2 separate regions of the Mus musculus genome follow, and region 1 is linked to region 2. A link is a contact called in public promoter capture Hi-C data. All regions are on one chromosome and are shown on one strand. The core of a region is the stretch at or near the end of the contact, and the rest is flanking DNA. Distances in the headings are between cores, read along the strand shown.

Region 1 (4,592 bases), core at 28-2,527, 38 kb before region 2:
CAGGACAGCCAGGCAGATGAAGGCCGGTCTCCAGTGGGAGGTCTGCTCAGTCAGGGGCAGCGCATCATGACACAGCATGCGATCGGAGCCAGCTAATCGGAAGGTCTGCCGATGCAGAGTGAGAGGCAAGGCCAGGGTGGCTGCAGAGAGCCAGGCCACCAAACAGAGTCCAGTAGTGAGGCGTTGACCACGCAGTGCACGGGCCCGCAAAGGATGCACCAGGGCCAGGTATCTGTCCAAGCTGACTGCAGCCAGCAGCAACACTGAACCATACATGTGGCCATAGAGGGCAGCTGTGGCCACCCGGCAGGCAGCCTCACCAAATGGCCAGCGCTGGCCACGCAAGTGGTAAGCCAGTCGTGGTGGCAGCACCAGGGCCAACAGCAGATCAGCCACTGCCAGGTTCATGAGCAGAATGGTGGATGGCAGGCGTGGCACCCTTGTGGCCAGCACCCACAGCGCCAGCCCATTGGCAGGCAGCCCCACAGCCACCACAAGCCCATAGAGGGCAGGTACCAGCCTCGTGGGGACCCACCCCAGCAGCAGTGCTTGAGAGCTGGCCGGGAGCTCCAGCGTGTCACTGTCGTTGGCACAGAATTTGCCCGGGTAGCCTCGTGGATTAGGCTTGTCTGAGGACTTCGGCTCCTTGAGTTCTACTGTGGGACCCAGAGGGCCTTCTGTGGGAGAGAGGGGACATCAGTCAACCACTGCTCTGCCCTGCCTTTAGGGATACAAGATGAAGGAGAATAGCCTTGAGAGTCTTAGGCATTGTGGGTGCCTCAGTGTCCCCACTCCAGCACTCAGTTAATGGAAGGATACAACCCAGTCCCAAAGGCATGGAGTTTAGGGACCTAAGACTGTAAGCCTGCTCAGCAATAGCTCCATTTCTGATCCACCCCTTTAAGGGACACAGTCACTCACCATGGCTTCCCCTGGTACTCTCTACATCATCGTAGATGCTGGGGGTCTGGATGCCCTCTGCCAGGCTGATGCTGAGCCCCAGCACCAAAGGATACAGCAGCGGCCAGCACATGCTGCCAGGATCAGAAGCTTTCTGGGCTGCAGCCTGGGACTTCCTGCCCTGTCAACTCCACCCTCGGCTTCCGGAGTCCTTGTGGGGAGCAACTGCACCTTCGGGGAGACAGCAGAGCTCCCACCCCCATAGACCCATTGGGATCTGCTTGCTCACCCTGGAGCCCATCGAAGGTCCCTGTGTGCACTCAGGAGGTCTGGGTGTCCTGCCTAGGTCTCTCTCTCCAAAATGTCTCATAAAGAACTGGGCCAAGGATGGGAGAAAAGAGTCCTAGGCTTCAGCCTTACTCCCCACCCCCTACCAAATCTCCACAACATCCCCCACCTCACCCAGCCCAGGAAACATCTGTGGATCAAGTGGCCACTTCCTGCTGGCTAGTAACACAGCTCCTGTTTAGATAACAATCCAGCCTTCCTCCAAGTCATCACCATGTGGGATTCTTAGCCCTTCCAGAAGCCACCCACTATTTCCTATCTGTGGCTGGCAAGACAATAACTCATCCCAGTGCATCCTGGCTCTGTTAAAGCAGACCAACAAGCGACACACAATGCCAGCAGGTAAAGAAGGTGCTTGCCACCAAGCCTGATGGCCTGCATTCGATATGCAGGGCCCACATGGTGGAGGGAGAGGGTGAACTCCCACTCTCTGGCTCTGTCCTCTGGCTTCCATATGTACATCTTGGCATCTGAATACACACACAAGCACACATACACATAAATTAGGGTAGGCATGGTGGCACAGCCTTTAATCCCAGCACTCTAGGAAGCCAAGGTAGGCAGATCTCTGTGAGTTCAAGGATAGCCTGGTCTATGTAATAAGTTCCAGGACAGCCAGGACTACATAGTGAGACCCTGTCTCCAGACGGACGGACAGACAGATGTAAGTGAAAGCTAAAGCCATATCAACAATTGTTGTTGTCCAGAGTACCCTAAGTCCTCTTGGGGGATGTGCTAGCTGGTTTTGTGTATCAACTTGACATACACTAGAGTCATCAGAGAAGAAGCCTCAATTGAGGAAATGTATCCATGAGAGTCAGCTGTAAGACATTTTCTCAACTAGTGATCAATGGGGGAGGGCCCAGCCCTATTGCGGGTGGTACCATCCCTGGGCTGGTGGTCCTGGCTTCTATAAGAAAGCAGGCTGAGCAAGCCATGGGGAACAAGCCAGTAAGGAGCACCCACCCCTCCCTGGCCTCTGCATCAGCTCCTGCCTCCAGGTTCCTGCCCTGTAGGAGTTCCGGTCCTGATTACCTTCAAAAATGAACAGTGATATAAAACTGTAAGCCAAATAAACTTGTTCCTTCTCAACCTGCGTTTTTGGCCACAGCGTTTTGTTGCAGCAACTGAAACCCTAAGATGGGGTCACCCTGCCATCTGGATGCCTCTCTTGTTCCAGCTCCTTGCCAGGAGTAAAGTGAGATTCAGGAATGAGGCCCCTGTGTGAGCGTGGGGTCTATGCCCTTCCATATGCCTGCTGTAAGGCATTCAGTGTAAGTGTTTGAGTGTGGGGACCCTTGGAGGCACCAGTCACTGGCCCTCAAAGCTCCAGGTGTGACCTGTGCAGTAGGTGGCCTGACCTCAGCAGAGGGCCCTGAGCTGCCTTGGTGTCCTAGACACTTTGGGGAGTTGTTACAGGCACTGCTCAATTGGGGACTCTGTGTTCAGATGAGGTGGTGGGCAAGTCTGTTATCTCAGCATTTGGAGGCTGAGGCAGGAGAATTGCAATTTTGAGTGCAGCCTGGGCTATGTGATGACAAACAGTCCACAATAACTGGTTGGAAGAGGGTTGGTATGGAGATGTTACTGTGAAAGCATAAGGACCTGAGTTCAAATCCCCAGCACCCATGTAAGCAAGCTGAGCATGGCAGAACACATCTGTAAACCGCAGCTGGAGAGAGAGGGGTCCTGAAGGTTCACTGGTCAGTACACATAGCCCATCAGTGAGCTCCAGATTCAGAGAGACACCCTGTCCCGAAAATAAAGTTGAGTGCTAGGGGAAGACACAGCACTTAGACCTCTGCCCTCTGCATGCACATACACAAAGCTTTCCGCAAAGGGGTGGGGAAGGGGGAGAAGAGACTGAGGTTCAGAGAGGCAGGTACACACATATCTGAGGGAGTGGAGCTCAGTGCCACTCTGCATGCTGAAAACCCAGGTTCATGCCTAGCAATGTAAAACACAAGTCTGCTTTCAAGGACCCCTGTGCCCTTGGAGGAAAAGGCTAGTCTCTGAGGGTGTGCTGGATTCTGGGGGCCAAAGTGTAGAAACATGAAACCCATTTAGGATGGAGGAGCAAAGGCCAGCACAGCCATTTCCAGCCTCATCAGCCCTAAGCAAGCAGGATGTGAATGAGCAGAGCAGTCCTATAGCTTAGGCCCTGGAGTGGAAACAGGCTTGAAATGCCAGGGGTATGGAGGATCCAGCCTTCTCAGGGACAACCAGGGAATGGAGGTTTGCTAAGTGTATGTGACCCAAAAGCTTCTGTGTCTGGAGCTGAGGCTAGTCACACACACACACACAGAGGGGGGGGTGGGGTCTGGACCAGGATGTTTGTGTCCAGGGTGGGGTGGAGGGAGAAGCAGGTGAGGAGGGGTGTCCATCAGGATCAGCATTGAGACATGTAAGGGCAAGGCTTGCTGAGGACAGAAAGGTCTCCGGTTCCAGCCCTAAATAAGGAAGGGCATTCACCACATCCACCATGTGTAAGAAACTTGAGGAGACCTTAGTGTTAAGTGAACTAAGGCTATCTATGGAATTTTCTTCAGACACACCAGAAGAGGGCATCAGATTCCATTATAGATGGTTGTGAGCCACCATGTGGGTGCTGAGAACTGAACTCAGGACCTCTGGAAGTGCAGTCAGTGTTCTTAACTGCTGAGCCATCTCTGCAGCCCCAGCTTTGAACTTTTAAGTTACTGTTAATGCTGGGTTTTGTGTGACCCAGTCTCAGTCTCCTCCACCACACACATAACTCATGATTTTCTTAGTTGCTGTGGAGATCAATAGAGAGTGTTTAAACTGGAGTTAGATGGGTGTGAGCCTCCAATAGATGCTGGGAATTGAACCTGGGTCCTCTGCAAGAGCAGCCAGTGCTCTTAACCACTGAGCCATCTCACTAGCTCCTCATTATGAATGGTTTCTGTTGTTGATGGTGGTTTCTTTTTTTTTTTTTTTTTTTTTCCTCTAAACAGGGTTTTTCTGTGTAGCCCTGGCCATGCTGAACTCTCTGTAAACCAAGCTGGCCTCAAACTCAGTGATCCTCCTGCCAGGATGGGGCTTAAAGGCCTATGCCACCACCACCTAGTCCCAGAATAATTTTTTAAAAAGAAATCTGTTACAATGTAAAGTAGTTTGTGAGTAAAGCCCAGTGTATGTGGCTTTTTTGTCTCCTTCCACCAGGTGGAGCCTGGGGATCAAACTCAAGGTCCCTTTAGTCACTGTACTAAGTGTCCACACCTCCAAATTAGTTTGTAGAATCACAACCCAAGTGTGAAATAGAGATGCCTCTATTGAATGTGAAAAGATAATTGGAAGACTATATTCTAGGAAGCACTCCCAGA
Region 2 (4,538 bases), core at 1,883-4,382:
TCATGAGGCATGCAGATGGGCACAGCAGGCAGAACTTATTCAGGAGCCACTTGGAGGGCCTGTGAGGCCACACTACCCTTCCAGAGTCCCTCTCCAACCTCACTGAAAGCCTGTGGTGGCAGCTCTCATGTGATCCTAGCATTGGGAAGACTAAGGAATGAGGATGAGGTTCAGACTGTCTAAGCTAAGGTGAGAGTAGCAACGTGGAGAACTACAGACAGCAGGCTGCAGAGCCCAACCTGAGCTGAGAAAAGAGCATTTGACAATCCTATGACACAGTGAAAGAAACACTTATTCCCATGCACATAGCTCAACTATCTCGACTTTACTGGTGGCCTGAGATCAATGGAAGCCATAAGATGGCAGTGCATACGTACTTGGCCTGGTAGACTTATTGGGAAAGCCTGGAGGCCAGACCTCAGTGACTAGTGATTCAATGATCCTGAAATCTCCTCCCAAACGCCCACCCCCACCTGCTGGGGACTAAACCCAGGACTTTGCCCGTGCTAAGTGTACTATTCCACACTGAACCACACCCCAGCCACTATACTTGATGGGACGAAAAGGCTGTCTCTGTGTTTGTCTGGTCATGCACTAGAGAACCTAGAAAAAGAATAGGTTGTACAAAGGCTTCCAGCAACATCACAAATGCCTAGCTGTGCTCCCTGTGGGTGCGACTCTCGAGGTCCACATCACTCAAGCGAAGCCTACCTGGCTGCTCAGCGGCGACTGGATGTTCAGCTTGCCGTTCTTGGGAATGTCTATACGGTATCCAAGCGGAAGGAAAGCATTAAACCCCACGATGAGGTCAGGGTGCTCATGGAAGAGCTGGGACACACGCCTGATCACACCAGGAGTGTCGATGCTGGAAAAAAGAAACACAAGTGGGCAAGAGTCCTAAGAGTGAACTCCCCCAGATGCCCTCGAGATCACCTCAGCCCAGGCTTAGTTGACGGCGAAGACTCTGAAAATGGGCCCCACCATGTTGTTTTGTTTGTTCCCTTAGAGACAGGGTTTCTCTGTATAGCCCTGATGACCTCCATATGCTTGCCTCTGCCTGAGATTAAAGGTATGCACCACTATGCCCAACTGAACAAATGGGCCCCACCATGTAAAATCACCTGTGGCTAGGTCTAGCAAGAACTATAACTAGACATAACTATATACATGATAGTTTTGTGTGTGTGTGTGTGTGTGATGTATATAACACACTACATAACTATATTTCCAGGCCATTTGAGCTCCTGGGCCCAATTCTGAAGATGTCTCAAGAGTTAGGTGCTGGGCTGAGACTCAACAGGACACAGTTCTCCAAGCAATGTGAGAAATTCCCTCATATTTTATGAATTAGGGAAAGGTAAGGATACACTTTCATTTTTTTACTAAAGGAAGTGTTTAAACACCAGAGCCTTCAAGTTAGGGGACTGGTAAAGTTGAAATGACATGAGGGTCTTCTTCTGGCTTCAGTACCCTGAATATCCACAAGAAACCAGCCCAGGCCGTCTACACTTCCTGAGAGCAGACAGGCAGGTCAGTACCAAGATCTGTGGGAAGCGGTCTGACTGACAGCCTGGGTTCTAGCTCCACCCACCTGTCACTAGGATGAGTCCCTTACCTAAACCAAGCCACACCTCCCAGAAGATTCTAGAAGACACGGACATTAACTCAGAAACAACCCAATACGCCTAACTGCTCTGTGTCTACAAAACAGTTCCTGTTCATACCACACTGGTTCCAGATTAGTAAGTGCTATTGAAAAGCATCGTAGGGACAAGAGCTAAGAGATCATAAGTAATATTTTCCTGCAGTATTAACAAAAAATGCTTCCCCAAACAATCAAAATCTGTACCCCATTTATTTTCTGTATTTGGGCATGTACCACAGATCTCAAGGGCAGGTCAACAACTTGTAGGAGTTAATTCTCATCTCTCTAGGGCTGAAACTCGGGTGGTCAGGCTTGGTGGCTGGCACTGCTACCCTCTGGGACATCTTACCCACCCCCAAATCAACATTTTAAATAAAGACTACACCCAACACTCCCTGTTCAGGCCTCGATTCCCCAATTCCTTCACCCCTTCCAGGAATCCCATCAGTTCCTCAGAACCACCTCATCTTGCGACTGTTTTAGAAGAGATTCCCAGGGCCCTCCAATCCTGTGCATGATTAACAGCTGAGGAGACACAGTGTAGTTGGTTTGGGGGTTAGAGGGCTCAGCCCCCAGCTCCTGGGTGTACAAGGCCCTGCAGATTACCTCTGGCTTTTGAACTCCTTCATGATCTCCAGGAAGCCGTTGTAGGTGGCAGGGTCACTGCCAAAGCGGATCTTCACCTGGTCGAGGTAGGTGAGAGCGTCCTCCACCTGTGGGGAACAAGAAGGCCAGAGGTGGGCCAGGGTCGCGCGATGCAGTGACTGATGGCTGGAAGGCCAGGGATAGAAGAGGGGTGGCACGGGGCAGCAGAGGGCCGCGAGGATAACTGCGGTGTTACTGGGAGGGCCGACGTCCGACTAGAAGGACCGAGAGCCTGCGGGTAGGACCAAGAGCCTGCGGGTAGTCCCGAGAGCCTGCGGGTAGTCCCGAGGGGCCTCGAGGAGTTCCGGGTTGGACCGAGGACCGGCGGGGACGACCGAAGGGTCTCGAGGAGGACGCGAAATCCCTTGGAAGACCGAGGGGCGTAAAAGGGAAACTACGGGCCAACTAGGAGGATCGAAGGTTTTCGGGGTGCACCGAAGGGTCCCGGGGATGACAGGGATCGCAGGAATGACTGAGAGATGTCGAGAAAGACCTCTGTATCTCTGAGAAGTCCGAGGAGCGGCGGAAATGAATTGTTAGGGGGAAACCGAGGGGCTGCCGCGAAGACCGAAGGATTCCGCGGAAGGGGTGTGGGGTCCCCGGGCCCGGCTGCGCAGAGAGGAGGCCAAGGCGGGGCCGCACGGCGGGGCGCCATCCCCGCGGGGGTCCGAGTCCCCAGGAAGAGGCTAAGGACATCACTCACGTGCACCGGCAGCTTCTCGTGCCCTCCGGAGCCCGAACGACCCCAGCGGGAGCCACCGAATCCCCGGCCCGCGGAGCCTCCGCTGCCTGCATGCGCCATGTTGGAAGTCAGAGCCGCTTCTGCCCCGCCTCCGCCTGAGCCCTGGTCGCGCTTGCGCGGGCCCCGCCTCCTAGGGGGTGGAGACTCGTGGCGTCAAATAGGGGAGTGTCCACATAAGGGCCTTGCTGGACGGGGCGGGAGGTCTTTCTCAACTTATGTGCCCTGGGGGTCTGTGGCCACCTGGAAGGCCTAAAGTGTTTTTTGATTTGTTTTGTTGGAGGGAAAGAAAGTAAAGCAAAGTTGAAGAATATTTCAAAACGCATTAATTCTATAAACTTCACATTTCAGTGTGCAGGCTCGCTTGTGATCTCAGTACCGGGGAGTCTGAGAGGAGACCACTGAGAGGTCTAACCTAAACTGGGGTACATAGTTAAGACTGCATCTCTAGGGGCTGGAGAGATGGCTCAACGCTCAACGGTAAGAGCACCGACTGCTCTTCCGAAGGTCCTTAGTTCAAATCCCAGCAAATACATGGTGGCTCACAACCACTCGTAATGAGATCTGACGCCTTCTTCTGGTGCATCTGAAGACAGCTACAGTTTACTTATTTATAATCATAAGTAAGTCTTTGGGCAGGAGCGAGCAGGGTTGGCAGGAGCGAGCAGAGGTCCTAAAATTCAATTCCCAGCAGTCACATGAAGGCTCACAACCTTCACTGTAGTGTACTCAAATACATTAAATAAATAAAACTTAAAAAAAAAAAAAGAAAAAAGACTGCATCTTTAAAAAAAAAAATGACAGTTAGGTGTTGACCTTGTCTCAAAAAGAGAGAGAGGGAAAACAAGCTTAGATGTCTGTGTTGACCCAAGACCTCAATAGTGATATTTGCAAGGCTCTGGTGCTTTCTGGAACAAGTTTCTGAATGTCTATTCTGTGAGGTTGATACAGCAATGGGCTGTAGGTGAGCAGCATCCATTCAAGAGCCATGTGGACTGAATTCTTGCACTGGGTGTGTATGTGTGTGTGTGCACGTGTGTGTACATATGTGTAGGTAAACTCACTCCTGTGTGTGTGTGTGTGTGTGTGTGTGTGTGTGTGTGTGTACAGAGACCAGAGATGGGCACAATCTTTTATCACCCAGCCCTTGTGTTTTGGGGGCAGCATCTCTTACTGAACCTGTAGCTCATTGTCTTCACTTGATACAGTGGCCATGGGTCCACCTGTCTCCACAGTAGTGCTGGGGTCACAGCCCCTAGTCTGGATCCTCCTGCTTGCTTAGAGCAAGCTCTTTACCCATTAACTCCTCTCAGAGTGACATTCCTTGATTCCGTTCACAAATGTGTGCAAACCTGGATCATGGGACCTCTGCTTCCAGGCTGACCTATCCTCCGTTCCAAACACCTACATAGTGGCTCACAACTGCTTGTAACTCCAATTTCAGGAGATCTGGCACCTTCACTGACCTCTGTAGACACTAGGCACATGTGGTACACATGTGATACATGC

Evidence for each region. Capture Hi-C pulls out chosen DNA fragments and counts their contacts.
Region 1: a promoter capture Hi-C map of liver shows a contact between it and region 2. The contact joins the promoter of F2rl3 here to the promoter of Sin3b in region 2. A contact is called at or near these places in 8 of 39 promoter capture datasets (the C10 cell line, cranial neural crest, embryonic stem cells and 5 more), 1 of 484 Hi-C or Micro-C datasets (granulocyte-monocyte progenitors), 7 of 115 datasets of contacts at active chromatin or transcription factors (the 230-238 cell line, the SCID.adh cell line, effector CD8 T cells and 2 more) and 3 of 9 other capture datasets (adipose tissue, liver and pancreatic islet).

Annotation. Positions count from the first base shown.
Region 1 is chr8:72,758,344-72,762,935 of GRCm38.p6, reverse strand. It overlaps F2rl3 (coagulation factor II (thrombin) receptor-like 3), which reads right to left and starts at 1,277. Exons shown (of 2, transcript NM_007975.4): 1 at 922-1,277; 2 at 1-677. The coding sequence starts at 1,033.
Region 2 is chr8:72,721,864-72,726,401 of GRCm38.p6, reverse strand. Sin3b (transcriptional regulator, SIN3B (yeast)) reads right to left here and starts at 3,132. Exons shown (of 19, transcript NM_009188.4): 1 at 2,994-3,132; 2 at 2,252-2,358; 3 at 712-865. The coding sequence starts at 3,092.